Linked DNA regions of Zea mays: region 2 is linked to region 1. The links are chromatin contacts, called in public Hi-C maps. All regions are on one chromosome and are shown on one strand. Each heading gives the region's core, a stretch centred on a gene start, on an enhancer-like site or on the middle of the called end of the contact. The rest is flanking DNA. Distances are from core to core; before and after follow the strand shown. Region 1 has its middle 120 kb from the start of LOC118472046. Region 2 has its middle 55 kb from the start of LOC100280217.

What was found. Hi-C and Micro-C count contacts between places; a contact is called where the count stands out from the background.
Region 2: a contact with region 1 is called in a Hi-C map of tassel, with 5 times the contacts expected there. The contact joins two enhancer-like sites. A contact is called at or near these places in 6 of 25 Hi-C or Micro-C datasets (ear, endosperm, leaf and 2 more).

Annotation. Positions count from the first base shown.
Region 1 is chr5:112,553,767-112,558,277 of Zm-B73-REFERENCE-NAM-5.0, reverse strand. No RefSeq gene overlaps it. Among protein-coding and RNA genes, the nearest start is that of LOC118472046, 120 kb to the right of the region's middle. Within about 2 kb of position 1,762, at least 13 of the 20 cell types and tissues checked have an H3K27ac peak or open chromatin away from gene starts, as enhancers often do. A contact at or near this core is called in tassel, where this site is marked.
Region 2 is chr5:112,834,419-112,838,929 of Zm-B73-REFERENCE-NAM-5.0, reverse strand. It overlaps a transcript of LOC100280217 not described here. Among protein-coding and RNA genes, the nearest start is that of LOC100280217, 55 kb to the left of the region's middle. Within about 2 kb of position 2,534, at least 6 of the 20 cell types and tissues checked have an H3K27ac peak or open chromatin away from gene starts, as enhancers often do. A contact at or near this core is called in tassel, where this site is marked.

The sequences.
Region 1 (4,511 bases), core at 513-3,012:
TGAAGTTAGAATCGATCAAGGGGGAGTGTTGGAAAATAAACATGTCGTCAATTCTCCAAGTGGTGGCGGTGATCTCAGCAAAGGACATGTCTCTTGGTTTGCACCCCTCCATGTGTATATATATGTAATCACCCTTCAACAATGAACAGTGGCTGTCATTTGATTCCCTCGATCTCATTTTTATTACAATACAATAAAAACAATGTGGAACTACTCTCCGGCTGACTCAAGGACAAGACAGATATCGAGAAACGTTTCTTGACTGTAATGTTTCACAGTTATCCTCTTTGCTGTGTTTCTCAGGATTATAATAAGAATCAGAACCGATTCAGATAGCCAAACGACGCTAGTATTTAGACACCGATCTATGTGCAGCCAACTAGAGTACTTCCTGCTTCCCACCGTTCTAGAAAGAATGCAATTCTAATATATTGCGGTGCTTTAATATCTTATAAGTATAATCAATTATAGATAAAAATATATTGACATTTACAATATAAATTATATAGATAAATTATATTAAACTAATCACAAAATGTATTTTTACGAAACTATAAATATAAATGCAGAGACAATCGAGAGGGAGGAGGGGTTTACTTTTGGGTGGGGGTGGACACGGACACGGACACGACCAGGCCGGGACCAGGCGACGCCCTGGCGCCCCTCCCTGCCCCTCCTCTGCCACGACATGGACATTCACCAGCCACTGGCGCCTGCCGCTTGCTGCCCCTGCCATGCCAGCCAGCGTAACGAACCTCTTGAATGATGGCACTGCCGCTGCCGTCGCGTCGCGCGCGTCGCGTAGCGTAGCGTAGCGTTGCTTTGTATCGTGTGCCGGCTGGCGCCCTGCCTGGCTGCCTGCCCCTGCATGGGCTTTCCGCTAGGCGCATGGCGCTGGCCGCGGGCCGCCTCCATCCGCTCCGCTCCGCCGCAGCCAGCAGATGCTCTGCTCTGATGAATATCTCTCGGATCGCTGACGCAACATAAAGCAACACGCACCAGAGGGCCCGTACGCGTACGTTTCCGTGCTGTGCTTGCATGGCTGCCTGCTGCCTGCCTTACGTCTTCAGTGCTTCTGGCTGGCGGTGAATGGAGGATCATGGCACAAGTACTACCTGGTCATGCCCACATGAATCTTCTGTTCATCTCTACGGTACTCGACTAGCGGTAAATGTGTAGTTTTCTGCTGCACTGCACCTGATGATAAGACAGTAGAGAGGCACAGCCTGCTAATCTGCTATGTCAGGAGTATGTGTATGTGTGCGCGCATTTGCACCAACTCATCCTCATCCTTGTGCCATGGAAAAGAAAAGCTGGCTGCATCACTCCTGCAGTGCAGCCATGACCACATACATGGCTCTGACTCTGAGCCATGCATTCATGAGAGGTTGCATTTGCACTCCATATATTTCTTAACCGCGTGCCTCCAGGTACGTACCGGCGGTACGCTGGCATGGCGACATGCATGCCGGTGGCGGGAAATGAAATGAACTGGGCAACTCGATGGCATGCACGACAAACGTCGCCGCGCACAAGATCTGATGGATCGATCGGCTGCGGTCGGTCGGTGGTACACGGTTATGTATGCAACGCCATGCCCCAAGCCCGGCCACAACAGCTAGCGGCTGCTGCTCTTGCAGTAGCCGCCGCCAGCCTCTCATGTGCTGCGCATGTGATGGTCCATATCATGGACGGTACACAGATAGAGCTAAACGAGTACCACTGCTTGGTGCTAGCAATACCCATGCCGTAGTACCCTGCATGGAGATTGGAGAGAGAAGGACGCAGCAGCGCTGCCATGTCCTTGGCCCTCCGGCCGCTACCAGCCATATGGCATGGCAATGGCATCCATCAATCCAACGACATCTCTCTCTCTCTCTCTCTCTCTCTCAATAATTCAGCTTCCACCCTTGATCCTAGTGTAGCGTGCCTCCCTTTCGCCAGTAGCGAGCGAGAGTGATGGCGTTGGCGACAGTAGCTCAGCCCAGCGCGGGTACAGTACAGAAGCAGCCAGCCTTGCTATTGCTGCGACCCTGCGTGCCTCCACATTTTATTGCCCTCTGGATCGATCACATCCTGCCCTGCACAAGCTTGGCGTTTTGGCAGCCGCAGCCTTGCCTTTTCGGTAGGAGTAGTAGTGCCCACCAGATTTGCAGCAGATGCGCGATGTGCTGTCCGTCCTTCCCCCCCTCCTGTGCCTCAGTGCTCTGACGCTCTCGAGTCCGATCTGGTGACGAGCCAGCGCTTTGCTTCAGTTAAAGATTCCTGCGCCATCGCACAGCACTGGCCAGGTGCAAATGTGCAATGGCAGCTCAGCAGGCTGTGCTGTGCACTGCACTGCACTGCAGATGTTAACGTCCAGTGTGATGAGTGCAGATGTTAACTGCCACTCCATGCCCGTGTTGCAGCTGGCCTGATTAACTAACTAACTAACTAATTGACTGACTAATAAAAGTAGGCAAGCATATATATGGTGGCACCGCAGACACAAATCTAGGGTGGCAAGCATTCCATCCATCCATTGGAAACCTGGAACCTACTACTAGTTGTCCATCTCCAGCATCAATGTCTGTTACAATCAAAAAGACGGAGTCGCATCGATCGAGAAGAAGAAGAAAAATATCTTATCGCTCGCGTTAGTGATTAATTAGGTTCTGTAATCTCTGGCCTTGTAATTGTAAACTACCAGATTTCCCTCCCTAGAAGAGCAAGTTGTGGCACAAAGCCAGATGCTATAGTATATCACTATATCTCGAGATATAATAGTATATATGCAGTATAGCAGTATGGTACGGATCCTTTTCATTCCGTAGGATTGCCGATTGCAGCAGTGCGGAGCTCTGTTTTTAAATTCAAATCGTTGGAGCAAAGCAGACGCTTTTGCTGCTCTGCTCTTTCCGGGGCAGATTCATCGGCACAAATCAGGGACCTAGCTCACTACCACTAGCTGAGAAGATGGAGCATGGCATGGCATGGCATGGCATCAGTGTATGTGGAGAGGGATTTCCCTGGGGCCCTGTGCCGCCGTGCCATTACCTAGTGGAGATCGATCGTAATCAAGTGGTTAGCGTCTCATGTGGCCTATTAATTGGGCCTCGGATGTCTCTCATGCCGAGCTGGAAACCATGAGGGGTGGGTGCAGCGCCCGAGCCGACCTTGTGTCATGCCCGCTTGGCGCCATGTGCCCAGAGGACCCTTCCTTATTCTGTGGGCAACGGGGGGATCGGCGCCGCTGCCGGCCGCTACCAACAGCTGCATGGCCGGACGTCTGTCTGGCACATACAAAGAGCCATTGTGGTTTCTTGTTCAGTTCAGGTAGTTACCGGAACCAAATTTCTACTAGTACTGTGGATGGACACTGCATCGGTTGATTAAAGCTCGCCGAGCAGCCGCCCCGATGCGCAGGCCGGCTTCTCTGCAATCTAGGAAGAGCTAGCCATGGATGTTGCTCCGGGGATGTGAAAAAAAAACAATTGATTTGGGATCTCGATCGACTTCCTCGAGAGCAGCAGCGGTGAATTAAATTTGTATTCGCCGATGCAGCCACGGGTAATTAAATTTGTCTACAGTGTCCACGAAGCAATAGCATGCAGTGGCTGCTGGCTGCACTCGGAAGCTTCTGAGCTGCCATCTCCTGGCAGTGGCACTGGCAGCACTACACGTACTGTTGCGATCAAGCAAAGCGCGTAGACTCTTGGGGCGTGACCGTGCGCGTGCAGGCCGGCGATCGCCCGCGGCCACTTGCTCTCGTTTCTCGAGGGAGGGAGGAACAACATCTGAGGCAAACAGCTATGGAGGGAGTTTAAAAACCTTCTCAAAGTACAGTGGTGTTGGCTCAGACGACTAAGGCGAGCACGTACTTGATCAAGAACACGAGACCGATTCGAGGTTCGAGCAAACGCAAGTAAAATGTGCAGATTTTTTTTGCTTTCTTAAGTCGTCTCGTCAGGACAGCTGCAGTACATGTCTGCGCGCAGCCCCTGTGTTCTTGGTGGTTTTAGCTTGTTTAGTGGTTGACTTGAGCAGCCAGCGATGTTCTCAGTTGACATCGGTGAGCTTGGAATTAAAGAACTGTGAAATAAGGTTGCGCTACTGGAGGCTGACAAGATACAAAACGGACAAGTCAGGCTGCAGACTGCAGAGGATTTTTGCACTGTAGTGCGATCTCTGTTGTCGTTTTTCTCATCCAAGCGCCGCCACTCTGTCTCAGGACCATTTCTTGCCTTTAAATAATAATAGTATAAATACAATTCACGACTAGATCGGGTGGTAATATATCAAACATGCACATATGAAGACTTGTTCGGTTGCGAGTGGATTAAATTCCCTCTTATTTAATTTTGGCTAGAAGAGAGTTTAATCCCCTTCAATCCTTGGAACCATTTGTAAACTTAATTTTGGCCTAGGGGAAGCACTACAATTCACAACGATAGAAAACTTACAGCATGGAATTTTGTCGTTAAAGAAGTTATAATTCCTATTCTTCTTTCTTCAAATCGAATGGAGTAAAT
Region 2 (4,511 bases), core at 1,285-3,784, 280 kb before region 1:
AGTGTGATATCCTACACTGAAGGACATATCTGTAATATATGCTCATGTAATAACAGGTGTAATAATAATAACTGCCGCCCATGTACTCTAGGTCTTATTTGGAAGGTGTGTGCAGCAAATGAACAGTTCAAGTGCAATCCATTAAAGCAGGTCGTTTGGATATTAGCATTGTTATTCCTCTTTAGGCCTTATTTGGTTAGGAGTAGATTCTCCAATAGCGTCTTAAGCGTTGGTTTTATTTGCTGGCATCGGTTTGGATTGGTGGTTCGTTGCCTCCTGTGATCTAAACCTACTGATACCTTTAGCAGTAAGAAAAAAAGAGAAAATAGCATTTAGCTTGGGAAGGCTCTTTTTTTGGTCTCTTTTCGTACTAGTTCTATCCAGCTATGAGCGAAAGTAGTCACTTTCTTTAATCGCCGAGTTGCCTGAATCTTCTCTCTCGGTTATTCTGTGGAGTGATCTCTCTCTTAAATTTCCATAAGGATAAGGAGAAGAAGACGGTTCGAAACCCGTGCTTAAATCCTACTCAAGGCCTTCTATGGGCTGCGAGCAATTAATAAGTAGAGACAGGATGAGGAGAAATGACGTATATACGCCCGGCCTGGGTCAAAGATGATCGAAGTAGATTAAAAATCCTGTCTAATCTAAATCGAATAGAAATGGATTTATTCTCCTTCAATCTCTGTACAATTGAACAAGACTTATTTGGTTAGAAGTGGATTAGAAGGGATTCAATCCCCTTTAGTTCTCTTCAATCTCATCCTATAACCGAATAGACTCTAAGGCTTTATTTGGTTGCATGGAGATTAGAGAGAATTGAGGGGGTTAAATCACCTTCTATTCAATTTTGAACATCAAGAGATTTAGGACCTGTTTGGATCCTCTTAACTTATTATTTGCTAGTGGCTAATAATTAGCCGTCAAATAATTAGTTAGCAAAAATTAACTAGGGTATGTTTGTAGCCTTGGCTATCTTTGTACGATCTATTAGTTCCTATTAGCAACGTTAACTGGTTATGGGCAAACTATTTACTGGTTCTTCGACTAACAATTAGCCAATTTATTAGTCAGCCTATTTGGAGGTGAAGGTGCTAAAATTAGCCGGCAAACTATTTGCCACAAGGATCTAAACAGACCCTTAATCCTCTCCAATGCCCTCAATCCACCCATATAATCAAACAAGCTTTAAAAAAATTAAATTTATTTTTATTTAATTTTAACTAGTAAGAGATTTTATCACTTAATGTCTCCAATGCATTCTTAACCGAACAAATGTCAGCTGCAGAATAAAACAAGGCTAAAAAGATTTTTTTGACTGTCAAGACTATTCACCAGGGAACAGGCAAGTGTTAAACAAACTATGAAACCATTTACAGCCGATATTTCGGCCATACTGTGAGTGTGAGCACTGCCTTCCAGATGCGACTTGAAGGTTTCCTCTTTCCCTTGCGCTCGGGACAAAAACCCTGCTTCTCTTTACTGACAAAAACAAGTGTAGGTTGTTTGTTGGACACTCGTATAGAGCAAAATTCTCATGACGGATATTGACTTCAATTCAAGGGGATAGCCTCACCATGACACTATTAGGTTTTGTGCAATAGACCACTTGAAAATTTATTTGGCGTCAAGCGTTGGCTTAAGAACACTGGCACGGACGATTCAGCTCTGGGTGGGAAGCAACGACACAAAAGGCTGGAAAAAAAAGTAATACTGGCATTCCAATGGCAACCTCTGGAAAGAGACGGAATTGGACAAATTTTTTAGAACTGCTTATGGACAGCACAAGGTCGATTGGAGGTAAGGAGAAAGACGGGGTAAGCCTCTTCAGAGTTAGCCCCAATCTTTAATGTGTTTAAAATTTATTTCCCTTCTTAACTGAAAGGCAAGCTTTTGCCATTTTTTTTTCTAAACCATCGACGGTGATCTGTAGATGTTTCTCACGTGGGATTATTAGAGAGGAGCAAGAAGCCAAGAACAGACAGGGTACTGTAACAACAAAACAGACACTTTCTATATGTTTTCAAGTCACCTGTCTACTGTCATCATAACAGGACAGGATTGATGCCCACTTGGCTGGCTGCTCTGCTCTGCTTGACAGCACATTTTAGTGCGTGTTGGTAACTGCATTGGCAGGCTTTTTTCTCGCATGACATAACCTGAAGTCAGAACCGACTCAAGTAGTCACTCAATTTCCTCATGCATGGGCATGGCATTGGCATCACATCTCCTCCTCAGTTCTCACAGGCGAACTCTTAGGATAGGCTTTATCTTTGCATTTGTTTCGTTGTGGCAGAGTCCATTCTTTTGAGGTAGTAGAGCACCTGAAGTGGTCCCTGTTCACTATGTAACAGGCTAACAACATCCCTTTTCAATGCATCGTCTATTGGCATGTCAAGAGCGCAGGTATTCAGATAAAGCTAGCAGTTAGTGGACAGATCCACGGAGATGTGCCAGATGGCTGGGAAACACTATGGTCTGAGGCTTGTGGAGTCAGCCATCAGGTTCAGGTTGGCGTCAGTGTACTGCTTGGCTGTTTCTTCTTCTCCCACATGATTTCAGTGCGGTGGCTGATGGCTCCATGCCTCCATGATGCGCGTGCTCAGAGGCAAAGATTTTCTCCCTGTTTGCTATGTAAGAATCCTGACCTCAAGGCGGCTTTGGCTTTGTGTGCCGCCATGGCACGTCCATCCGATGGTTCTCGTGGCGATGGTGACACAGAGGCTATGGGTTTGCCATTCTCTTCATCTCTTTCTTCATCGTTAGAGCACTAATTTGTGTAGTGGTAAAAAACCTAAGCCTTATGTATCTCTTTAGCTGCTAAGCCACACACTGACATACATTGCTCTGTGTCGGCATCTATGTACTCTTTTGTTTTTCAGGCGATTTACAGTTCTCTTTTGGAATTTGCCATTGTATCCGGTATCCATTCCATACCTAGTGAAGAAACAAGAGCAGTTACAGTTACGTTTTCCATGGATGGCATGCAAAAACCTTTCCACCTTTTCCAATAACAGTGGTTCGACATGATCCTAGAGTATATATCTTATGGGGCCCTACAGTCGGAAGATGTGCAATTATTGAGCAAACTTCGGTCGTGTTTGGAACAATCCAGTTTTTAAGAAACCAATTTTATTTTTTTAAGCTAGGAGAGGCCAACTTCTTGGTTTTTAAGGAAATGTGAATCTAATTTCTATAAATTGAAGCATAAACTGGCATGTTTGTGTTAGAACTTGCTAACTCGCGGTCAGCCAAGCTCAAATAGTGGAAGAATGGGAAACAACTTGATGCCGATAAACACAGTGTATTAGGACAACATGTATTAGGACAACAATGTTTTTTTTCTATCGCCCGCAATGGTGCAGTACGAGGGTATTTATAGGTAATCGAGGGTCGGCTTTGCCCCGTCAAATACGATTATACCCTCAATTACCTACGTTATCCCCAGAATATTCCCCCCTGGGGGTTATGGCGGGTCATTACAACGTAATTAATTACAAACATGGGCTGACCCACTAACAGCTCTGCCCGCGCGGAGGCCTACGGGCGGGATCCTGTAGCATGGGCCAACTATACATGGGCCCCTTATTACAATTAGTGGCAGGTTACAATGCATGGTCTTCACAGTCCTGAATGTTCAGTCTCCGAAGTCCTTGATGGTCTTCGCCCTAGCCTGTCCAGGTGGAGGTAGCACCCGAGTCTTTGCCTGCGCGTTCTCCCCATGCACTTCGTAATGTAGCTCACTCTTCAAGCCTTCAGGGTCTCCAATCTTGAATCCTCTGACGATGGCCTCTCGAGCGAGGGGGCGTTGCGCCTTCGCCCCAACATTTGCACTCCGAGGGACCAGTTCGACTAAGTCAGCTGGTGACGAAATCTGTCGTAAGATGGCAAAAATGCTGCCCTCGCTCGAAGTGGTCCTGCAGGTTTTTTTTGAAATGTGACCGTTGACGAGACGTGTTACTGTGGGACTGTTGAGTTCTCGAGGCGCTGCTCCTGGCCTATAAAAAGTCGGGCCCAGGCTGGAGCTTTTCACCTGTTTGAGCGCCCGCTGCTGAAACCCTAGCTCTTTCATTTGCTTGCTTGCCCTCTCTGCTCTCGCTCTACCAAAGATCTGGCTCGCATCAAGCAGACTGCTCGCCATCGCCGACGGTACATGACCATGCCGTCCTCTTCCTCGTTGTCATCCATTGCGACCGCGTCGTCGACCACATTGTCGTCTGAGAAGACGATTGCGATTCTGCAGCGGTGGACCTGTAGCCGGTCATACGGTTGAATTCGAGACCTTGAGGATTTACTCGGGCTGCATGCTGGAGATGCAGCGGCTGGGTTACTTTGGAAGCGGAGTTGGGCGGGCTCAAGGGGCTGAAGATGTCCCTGAGCCGGAGGGAGAGTTGGTTGTGTTTGAGGCTTTTTTTGCTGCTAGTCTTCGTTTGCCAGCACATCGGTTCGTGGTTGAAGTTCTACGGAGGTTTGAGGTGCAAATTCATCAATTGACACCGAATGTTATGGCGGTG